2 separate regions of the Ctenopharyngodon idella genome follow, and region 2 is linked to region 1. A link is a contact called in public Hi-C data. All regions are on one chromosome and are shown on one strand. The core of a region is the stretch at or near the end of the contact, and the rest is flanking DNA. Distances in the headings are between cores, read along the strand shown.

Evidence for each region. Hi-C and Micro-C count contacts between places; a contact is called where the count stands out from the background.
Region 2: a contact with region 1 is called in a Hi-C map of muscle, with 6 times the contacts expected there. The contact joins the promoter of ntn1a here to the promoter of stx8 in region 1. A contact is called at or near these places in 2 of 2 Hi-C or Micro-C datasets (both in muscle).

The regions. Positions count from the first base shown.
Region 1 is chr6:15,273,716-15,279,101 of HZGC01, reverse strand. stx8 (syntaxin 8) reads right to left here and starts at 3,631. Exons shown (of 8, transcript XM_051896712.1): 1 at 3,481-3,631; 2 at 2,985-3,084; 3 at 2,789-2,883; 4 at 1-25. The coding sequence starts at 3,497.
Region 2 is chr6:15,415,003-15,420,531 of HZGC01, reverse strand. ntn1a (netrin 1a) reads left to right here and starts at 2,270. Exons shown (of 5, transcript XM_051896711.1): 1 at 2,270-3,822. The coding sequence starts at 2,805.

The DNA of each region.
Region 1 (5,386 bases), core at 2,382-4,881:
TCTTCTGTCTGCTTCAGCTTGCATTCTAGCATTATTAGTTAAGGCTGAATCATCATAAACATCTACAACTTATGAACATAACATTCACGTTTATTTCTTGTACTTGTTTAAGGCTAGTACTTTCTAAATACAAAAATAAAGCAGAACTACTTCTGACCACACTGCAATTGGTTTATTATAAAACACTGCCACCTACAGGTGTTCATGAGAAATCACAGTTTTTTTCCCCTCTATATTAAAGAAAGTTCACCCTAATATGAAGATTTTGTGTTTGTTTGCTCAGTTCCATGTAATATTAATCTGTAAGCTTAATACGGTGGAACATAAAAGGAAAAATTTGAAGATTTTTTTTACAGCTATGAGCTCCTTAAATAACAAAAACAAAAAAGATTGAGAACCTCTGTGACTGGACCATAAAGCGTTGAACTCCAGAACTTGATTCATGAGCCATATCAACTGCTTCATTTAAAAAAAAAAAAAAAAAAAAAAAACACTTATTGACTAATTGGACTGATCCTGCTCTTGAGCTACCAGCTCTCTGGAGTGCATGATAATCAGCAAATAAATAATAAATTCAGTTTGACCTATTCCTCTATCATATGACTTCAGAACCCTTGGAATATATTACAGGGTTTGCTTGTTTGTTTGCTTTTTTCTTTCTTTTCTAGAGCTTGAAAGATGAGTTAATTTGCACTGTTGTTTGGAAAGGATGAGCGTGAAAATTTCATTTTGTGTTCCAAATAAAATGGGTTTGAAACTATTTTTGTATGAACAATCATTTAATGAATCTTCAAAACAAACACAACCAACCCTACACAAAAAATAACTAACAGATTACAAATATGATTATAATGTTGATGTATCACATTCTTCCTCTGGAGTAAAATATATCAGGGTCATTCTACAGAAACATCCACTTTTGGTATGGCAAGATGTCTTAAAATGTATTTAAGATGTATTTCTTTTTCTAACATTTAAACTTAGACCACATTATTAGCTTACCCTTTGACTTTATGAATACACATAAATGACAGCTTAATGATTTTTTTTTTTTTTTTTTTTGTGCATTTATTTAAAGACTGCATGTACCATTTTTTTTGTCACTGGTGTTACCTTACTTCTCTGGCAATTTTAAACATTTTTATAAAATATTATTTCTCAATTTTTTCAGCACATGCAGTCATTTACAGAAAAATAATGATAATGCAAAAAAATAAGATTATGTGTTATTTATTTTAATCAGGTTAGTTAATAGTGTGATTGAATGATGTTAGTTCATTTGCGCAACCATGTATTTGCTATAATGAAAATATTGGAAAAACAGTTATAAACAAGTAATGATGCGATCCTTTCAATCTTAATTCTTAAGTGTAGCAGAATTCAATTATGTAAAATTATCATCATGTCACATATAACACATTTTATTTAATGTGACAGACAAAAAACAGTAACACCAGTGACAATTTTCATAAAAAGGTAACACCAGTGCCAATTTTCATGAAAAATGCATTTTATAAAATGGCTGCTGCAAGGTATCAAACCACTCGTTGTCAATCATGGTATACTCACTAAATTAAGGGATTAGTCCACTTTCAAATAAACTTTTCCTGATAATTCAACTTACGGAAAAAATGTAACTGGTGCTGCATTCGTTCCGTAAGTAGAATAGGAAAGGCGTAGGACATACAGCGTAAACTTTTTGGAGAATACGGAAATGCGGTTTTGACGGAAGCACTTAGAAGGCGAACATTTGTTTATATAAAGCATATACATTTACATTTTTTTCGAAAATGACCGATTGTTTCACTAGAAAAGACTCTTATTCCTCGTCTGGTATCGTTTAAAGCCCTTTGAAGCTGCACTGAAACTGTAATTTTGACCTTCAACCGTTTGGAGACCATTGAAGTCCACTATAAGGAGAATAATCCTGGAATGTTTTCATCAAAAACCTTAATTTCTTTTCGACTGAAGAAAGAAAGATATGAACATCTTGGATGACATGGGGGTGAGTAAATTATAAGGAAAAGTTTACTTAAAAGTGGACTAATCCTTTAAGTAGTTTAATCCATTTGTATTCTAGTTTTTAAAATTCCCTAACAATAAAGTAGGTCATACCAGTGACTTCAACTAAAAGCTTCATATGAAATTATGATTTTCTAATTAAAATTTCTGATAACTGAAAAGAGATAGTGTACTTTCCATTGGCCTTTCTTCATTGATCTTCAGGAAATAGGAAGTCAAGTGATGTCATCAGTGTGATTTTTTTATTTCAAAAATAAGAGATTTTTGTTAAAGGTAACACCAGTGACACAACTTCAGGGGACCAGTACTTTGATTAAATATTTCATAATATTTATTAAGCATTGGTTTTTGTTTTTAATGTCATTTACATCATATATTTGATAGTTATGTATACATTATTGTATTTTAAATGGTAGAAAAAACTGTTTCTGACCTCAAAATAAAGCACTTTCCCTCTGTACATGACTGTGGGGACGAGCACTTCTGTGTTGGTTGGAATTTTTATAATTAATTAAAAAACAAATATTGCCCCATTGATGGCTCAAGAAGGTTTAACTGTTCAAATAACATATTGTTTCATTTTAAAATATAAAAAAAATTGTAATCCTAAAGTGTTTTTCAAGTGTAATATTTCTGTAAAGGCTAGGGACAGAAAAGTGGACGTTTCTGTAGAATGACCCAACAACATACTTATCTCTCAACATCTTTGGATTCCACTCTCAGGATTTGTGCATGAAATTAGTATTCATTTTTCTGAAAAGGATACATCTGCCTTTGAGCAGCAGCTCGATTCAGCGTCTCCCTGAGCTGTGCTATATTCTGTTTGAGCTTCTGTAATGATGCTCTCAGGGTCATGTTCAGCTACAGAGACAGACACACAAGAGAGACATTACAGCATAAAGAGCACTGACACAGAGGGCTCAACTTTAACATAATTATGAAGAATGAAACCCTGTCTTTACCTTGGCTGGATTTCCTCCAGTTCTCTGCTGTCTGTTTCTTTCATGGATGTTTTCCGCAATTTCTTGAGCCAGCCGACAAGCTGCATCATAATTCTGCAACCTAAATAAAACAAAAATGGCAGTTTTGTCAAACAATTTTACACCTATGACATTATGCTAATAGTAGGAGATCATAAAATGTGTGTTGCAAGTAATTTAATCACAAGATTGTCATCAACACAATCATGTGACACAAGTCTCAGCTAACCAGCCTGGCAACATTTTTACGTGTTTTTTCGCCGCTTAAAAATCACATATATGTACACAAATACATAGTAATTTACTAAAGTATGGGATATAATGAGCCATAAAGGAAATTAAAACAGCTGTTTTCAGTCCCAGCTGATGTGGCTGCTACAGACCCACCGAACTAAAAAGCGAATTGAGTTTTCTTAACTCTACTGTACTGACTGTAGACCTCAGATGTCAATAAACGATAACTGTATAAAATGCTTACCAGAAATCCTGTGACATATTGCGGCACTTTTGTTTCAGTTATAACAAGCGTTTATATAGAAACTCACTGCAAAATCACATCAACAAACTGCGCTGTGTTAGTTCCTGTTTTGGCATGACGTCAGACGGTGGCCTCCAACAGACAGACTTCATTCGGTAACAATTCATTCACATAATAAGAAAGCAAATAAAACTTTTTCTATTTGTGAGTCCTTTAATATATTTACATAATGTTTAGCCTCCCCCCTGGCAGTCTGTTTTTCTATGTGTATATGTATTGTTGTAGTTTTGACTGTACATTGACTTTGTTTGTTTGAAGTTTAATAAAAAATAAAAGGTAAAAAAATAAATACATTTGATAATGAGATACTAATAACTCACGTTCACTTTGTTCCACTGGGTGGCGCTTACATTAATATTCATGATATGACACTATTGTGGGCATGTCCTTGAGACAACACGCAAACGAATGGAACTGAAAATATTAGTGCACGCTCCTCAAATCACAAGTGTTTATGAATTATTTCGAAGATAAGGAAATAAAAGTTTCAATATTAGGCATAAACTGCAACAATTCAAATGTTCAAAAAATGCATAGTTTGTGTAACAAATCGTCTAAGCTGCTTTGCCTGATTGATTAAATGCATTCAGATAAATAGGTAACATAGTAAGGATAGCCTACAGCAGAGCAAACATGAGCGAATAACCTATGCTAGTCTAGGCTAATTCAGTTTTTTACTCTGATGTGTTTAGCTTTTTTTATTTGTGAGGCTTTAAAATTTATTTGAATAGTTTGATTAGTCTACTTCCTTTATCGTCATTTGGTGACTACAGTACTGCGTGTTGACAGCAATGCTTGAAATGAACCTCTACAAATGTATCTGTTGCCTAATAAAAGTGTATAAGCTAGTCTGAGTAATTCTGAGTCTTGAACTGTAAACTCCCAAGTGTCAGCTTTCTAAATATATTTTGATTATGTGTCTATCCAGAATGATTTATGAGCAGCAACCTTTTAATTTTGAGTAGGCTATGTCATTTATGCCCCACTTGCCAAAATAGGGGTGGCATGGTAAGGGGTTAAGCCCAGTACCAAGTCTCCTTCATCGCGGATGGTCCCGCCCAGCTTCCCTCTTCCTCCTCTACTGCCAAAGCCATTCACTTCATTAGACTCATCTCCGCTGTCTCCCTTCAGCTTCTCAGCTCCTCCAGTGGTTCAGCTATGCTGCACGGATCTGCCAGGGGCTTCCAACTCATCAGACCCGCTTTGACTCATGGATCCCTCAGCTCCTCCTCAAGCCTCCACGTCCCGGCCGGACTCCACCTCTACCATGACTGTCATCCTTCAGGCTTCACCTTGGTCCATCATCACTCTGGCTTCATGTCCTGGCCGGACTCCACCTCAGCTCTCTGACCCATCGGCTCCACCTTGGCTCAACGCTCTCTCGGCTCTACCATGGACTGTCATCCCTCAGGCTTCACCTTGGTCCATTGTCACTCTGGCTCCACCAGCTGCTGCGCCTCAACCTTTCACCCCTCTGGCTCCACCGTGCTCCTCCTTCCCGTGCTCCTCTGTCTCCACTGTGCTCCTCCAGTTCCTTCATTGTCCTCATTAGCACCATCTCAGCCCCAGTCTGCCAAGCACACGCCTACACTTGGACTACCTTGGTCTCCACCTCCATCGTATCCACCTCAGTCAGTCATCTCTATGATTCTGCCTGGCCCCCCTACCAAGGCTCCACCATGGCTCCTCCCTCCATCGTCTCCACCGTGGTCTTTCATGTTATCCTCCTGCTCCTCCCGTTATTGCTCTGGTTGTTCCTGTCTCCGCCCTGGCTTCTCCCACCTTCATCTCCCCCCTGATCATTGTCTCAGTGGTGTCTTCCTCTGCCTGCTCCTCGTCTTCCTCC
Region 2 (5,529 bases), core at 1,021-3,520, 140 kb before region 1:
TGCACTAACTTGGATGGGTTAAATGCAGAGGACAAAATCTGAGTATCCGTTACCATACTTGGCCTTCTCAAATCACTAAAACTAAAATAAGGAAAAGTCTGTAGCCTATTCGTTTGTAATGAATCACTGAAGGCCTATTTGTAGAAATGACTTAAAGGAATGTTTAAGTCAGCTATTTAATAATATAAAACTCTTAAAATAACTCTGATAATATGATCTATGGTTTTGTTTACATTCACATGGATAATCGATATAAATTTCCAGACTTAAATTGAAACGCATTCTGACACCCATGCTATTTGCGCACGCGTCTTCCAACACCATGGTCTGCGTATATCAAAAGCATCGTAAGCCTGAATATATCGTAGAACTATTGCCGCCAATGACATTGTCACCAAGTTTAACTTACGAAGCTTATGAGAAATGCAGCCCTGTTCACTTCCCATCTCGCTCGAACTTGAATCATTCAAATTCAGGCGAAGCTTGACTGACTTCCCTAATACAGATAACCAGTGAATTTGAATGACCGTTTGATTTTATTTATCATATGGTAAAGCTGAACATTGTTATTCCTGAAATGTTTGGAGGCGCTATTTGGCGCATTTAACCTGTGCCCTTGTTACAGTTGAGACATTTTTTATTAAAAATAATCCATATTTTATACTGCACTCAGGGTGAGAATTAAGAAAGTGATCTATCTCGCCCTCTGAAAAGAGTAGGGCCCTAAACTGTTTAATGTAAATATAATCCCACTCCAAAAATGTGGGGGTCATATAATGTTTTGTCATATCGCGGAGTTATCTGGCGCCATAGACGTTCGCGAATAGAATAGCTTTCTCCTGTTGATGTTACCATAGTAACGGTAGACCGCTCGCGTGCTTTTCATTGGATGAGGATCAGTAGCCTAACATCGACACATATTGATGTTGTTTCTTTTCTTTTCTTTTCTTTTCTTTTCTTTCTTTTCTTTTCAAAAATATATAAAATTTGCATATGTAAATATAAATATACTAGCTTTGCATAGGTCTATTGCGACAGTACTTTTTAAAACACTGGATAAAGTAGCCTATATGTCATAAAATATATGCTTATAAAATGCATGCGCTGTAAGAAAAAAAAGTTAGGCTAGCCTACTTGCTTCCCTTTGTTAGGCTACATCACAATTATTATTAATATCTAGGCTAGATATAAAGATAAAATGATTAATAAATACAGTAGGCCTAAATAATGCACACAAAAAAAATCGTTTTGGTTTATGGGTTTGGGTCTGTAGTAATTATATTTTATAGTAATTTTATAGTACAGGTAAAGTATGTTGAGTAAAGGATTTAATCAATTCCACACCTGACCTAGGCTAATTCACAAGTTCACACTTACAAATAATCAGATAGAATGAAACATGCATATTTGGCATGCTGTCCGAGGGGAGGGCTCCTAGCTCGGAATTTTGGCTCGAACCCAGAGTAGGCCTACTCCCCCCATATCTCTGGTTAGAATAGTAACCAGGCAAGTGTGAGGAGACAGGTGGTGGAGTGATGCAGAAAATGTAGGTGAGTCGGCTATATAGGCTTATCTCTTGCTGATTGGTTAGGCAATTTGAACGTGTTCCTCCCGAACTTTGTTAATAGAATATCAATAGAACATGTTACAAATGCGAAGACCTCGTGCAAAATCTGTTTAATTAGCTGATGGATAACCATAAGTTATCAGGTTTGTAGTCGGGTTTGCTTTTAATAAGAACCTCATCTGAATTTGTATTCAGAAGAACAGCATTCAAATGTGTAAATCAAACTAAAGGAAGTCATTACCTTTGGCTGTAAAATAAAAAGGTAGCAAACGAAAACTTTTGTTATCAGAAAATTAAACTCATTGATAAAACCAAATTTAATTTCCCAATTCACAGATGTTTTATAAATGTATAGTTTTTTTAAGTCTCTCTGAAATAACTACAAAAAAAAAAAAAAAACTACAAAAAAGCATTATGTTTATCTTCTTCTCTAAACTATAGTCTCTCTGCTCTATAGTTTTTTTTTTTTTTTTTTTTTTTAAATAAATGAAATATGCGCCACAATTATAGAGCAAAGGCATTAAATATTAACTAAATTAGCCCACAAATTAAACCTCTATTCTGTTCAATTCTGTTCCATGTCTGCTCTGGTTTTATTGATAATCTACCAGTGGATGTCGTTGTTCTCTCTAGTGTCACTGCTGGAGATGAATGAGCTCAAAGCTCTGCGTAAAAGACGCGTCCGACCGACTCTTTCTCCATAGAGCAGAGAGAGGGAGAGAGAGAGAGAGAGAGAGAGAGAGAGAGAGAGAGCGGGACAACGTGAGTGTCTCCTATCTCACTAGAGCTCAAACTAACGGGATCTTCTTATATCATGCGCAGAGATTCAAGAACCAGACAAGTGAAAGCGCGTGTCCATTACTCAAGGAAAAAGAGAGCCAGTACGAACTTAGATTGCTTTGTGACTTTTCTGCTTTCGCTGAAGCGTTTGACGGAGGTACAGTGACCTGTGTGGAGATTTCTTCAGCGATTTTCTTTAATTGCGAAAGTGTAGGCTAAACATATTCGGATCTTCCGCAGTGGTTTAGATCAGGTATCCAGGAGTTTGCCCATGAGTTGGAGTCAGATATACAGCAGTTTCATATTTGGCACCGGTTTGATCGTGGTGTCATAGCGGCTTTGGATTGATCTCGCTCAGACTGTCAACTGATTTTCCCCTATTATATCTGCAAACAGTGAACGCATCTTCTCTTTAGAAGCTGTTTTTCAGCTCAGGAGAGCCTGAGGAAGGCGCGAGATGATGTTGAGGGTCTCGGATGCTTTGGTCACTTTGGTGACTCTTTACTGTGTGGTCAACGGGACTGTCGGCGGATACGGCATGAGCATGTTCGCCGCTCAGACCTCCCCACCGGATCCGTGTTACGACGAGAACGGTCACCCCAGAAGATGCATCCCCGATTTCGTGAACGCGGCGTTCGGGAAGGAAGTGCGCGCGTCCAGCACCTGCGGCAAAACACCGAGTCGGTACTGTGTGGTGACTGAGAAAGGAGATGAAAAGCACAGAAACTGCCACACGTGCGACGCGTCAGACCCAAAGAAATATCACCCACCTGCTTACCTAACCGACCTGAACAATCCTCATAATCTCACCTGCTGGCAGTCGGACAATTACATCCAGTATCCTCAAAACGTCACTTTAACATTATCCCTGGGCAAAAAATTCGAAGTGACCTACGTGAGTTTGCAGTTCTGCTCACCCCGACCAGAGTCTATGGCTATCTTTAAATCAATGGACTACGGCAAGTCCTGGGTGCCTTTCCAGTATTACTCGACCCAGTGTAGAAAGATGTACAACAAGCCCAGCAAAGCCACGATCACTAAGCAAAACGAGCAGGAAGCCATCTGCACAGATTCTCACACCGACATGCACCCACTCTCTGGCGGGTTGATAGCGTTCAGCACCCTGGACGGACGACCCTCCGCGCATGACTTTGACAATTCACCCGTACTTCAGGACTGGGTGACTGCCACTGACATTAAGGTGACTTTCAGCCGACTGCACACTTTCGGAGACGAAAATGAGGATGACTCGGAGCTGGCAAGAGATTCCTACTTTTACGCCGTGTCAGACCTGCAGGTCGGAGGCAGATGTAAGTGTAATGGACACGCGTCACGGTGCGTCAAAGACCGGGATGGAAACCTAGTGTGCGAGTGCAAGCACAATACAGCCGGACCAGAGTGTGACAGATGCAAACCGTTTCACTATGACCGACCCTGGCAGCGCGCAACCGCCAGAGAAGCCAACGAATGTGTCGGTAGGTCCAACTTTTTATTTCTGTGTCATCTCTGGAAAAAGCGCCTACAGCGAGAACATTTCACCAAACACATATCGTTGATCTTTCGTCGCACGTACAATTTGTTTGAGATAAGTTCGAAACCAGCCATGACTGCCAAGTGAAAAGTGCGGGTATTTTCTTTTTAAATTCAAGCATTTCGCATCTAATGAAGGGAACCATTACAGGATAACAATATATAGGCGACAGATTTATGGAGAAAGCGCAATGATTTGGAGGAAGATAAAAAAAAAATCAATTTTTTTTCAAAGACTTGAAATAATGGTAAATAAATAAGGTAGCTACTGTTGTCAGTCCTGAGTTAAACGAATAGAAATTATTACAGTCTATCATGATCTTATAGCCGATTTTTATCAATCTCGGCATCAAACAGCTCGAGGTTTGAATAAATGTAGGAAAATAGAATGAATATTTGAATAATGAAAATTTAATGAATGTTGAACTTTATTTTAAGGTCGACTTTTTCAGTCGATTTTACATACAATTATAGCCTGTAAAAGTTTACACTAAAATAAAACATATGGGAGCTTTAGAAACTTATGTTCGGCTAATGTGTTTTCTGTACGGCTCATTAGGTCAAAAAACGCGTTAAATATATTTAAAAAAAAAAAAAAAAGAAGTTTGCCATTTGTCCAACATAGCTTGTTAAGATGCGCGTTAATGTTTATTTTATAAGCAATGACACAAACTAGATATTTCAATACAGTTTAAATAAAAATAATTTAAAAAATAATATTCATAGTGTGTATTATTAGTTTAGGAGAAAATATGTATCCGGTATCAACACGCATAATGAGAAAAAAAAAAAAATAAATTGAACAGGTGTCTTTAGAGACTGAAGCGAGAAAACAAACATACCATTTTGTCGTCTAAAGAGCAATGTGATAAAAGTCTGCCAACGAACCGCCTCGTGTTGTGACCCGTGCACTCACTTTTATCAATGTCATTAAAATACATTTTCAGACATATCCTTTAAGGAATATTTGGCCTACTTTATTTATTAAGCTTTAATAAAATCGTTTTATTTCGAGTTATATCACAAACAAAATACAGATAAAAGACTACAAACTATCGAATTAAGTTATATCGGCGGCGCCGGTTAGATTCCCAAGTATTTATTTACATAATATTAATATTTACTCTCAGAAAAAAAGGTACAAAAGCTGTCACTGGGACAGTACCCTTTCAAAAGGTACACCTTTGTACCTAAAGAGTGCATATTACTACCTCAAAGATACATATCAATACCAAAAGTTTACAAATTATAGTACCTAAATGGTACATATTATAACTTTCTTAAAGGGTATACCGTTTTTTCATGAGAGTGTTTTTATTGATATTTTATTAAGCATTTGTAAAAATGTAAAAATAGGCTATTTTTTGTATGCACAGAAATTTTGTAATACACATTATCACTGTATGATAAACTAGCTGGGGGAACATGAATCTTTAGCCTATTGCTTACGCCAAAAATAAAGAAATGAAAACATATCATTTACTTTAATGAATGAAGAACATAATTTATAAACTAAATTAAAACTCATAATTTGCACTGAATTGTCTGGCCACTTTTAAACCGGCCTACACCAAGCTGAAGCACAGTTAAAGCAGTCTCTTTATCAGCACTCTGAAAGATAAGATAACTGGGTTATTAAAAATGCTTATGGG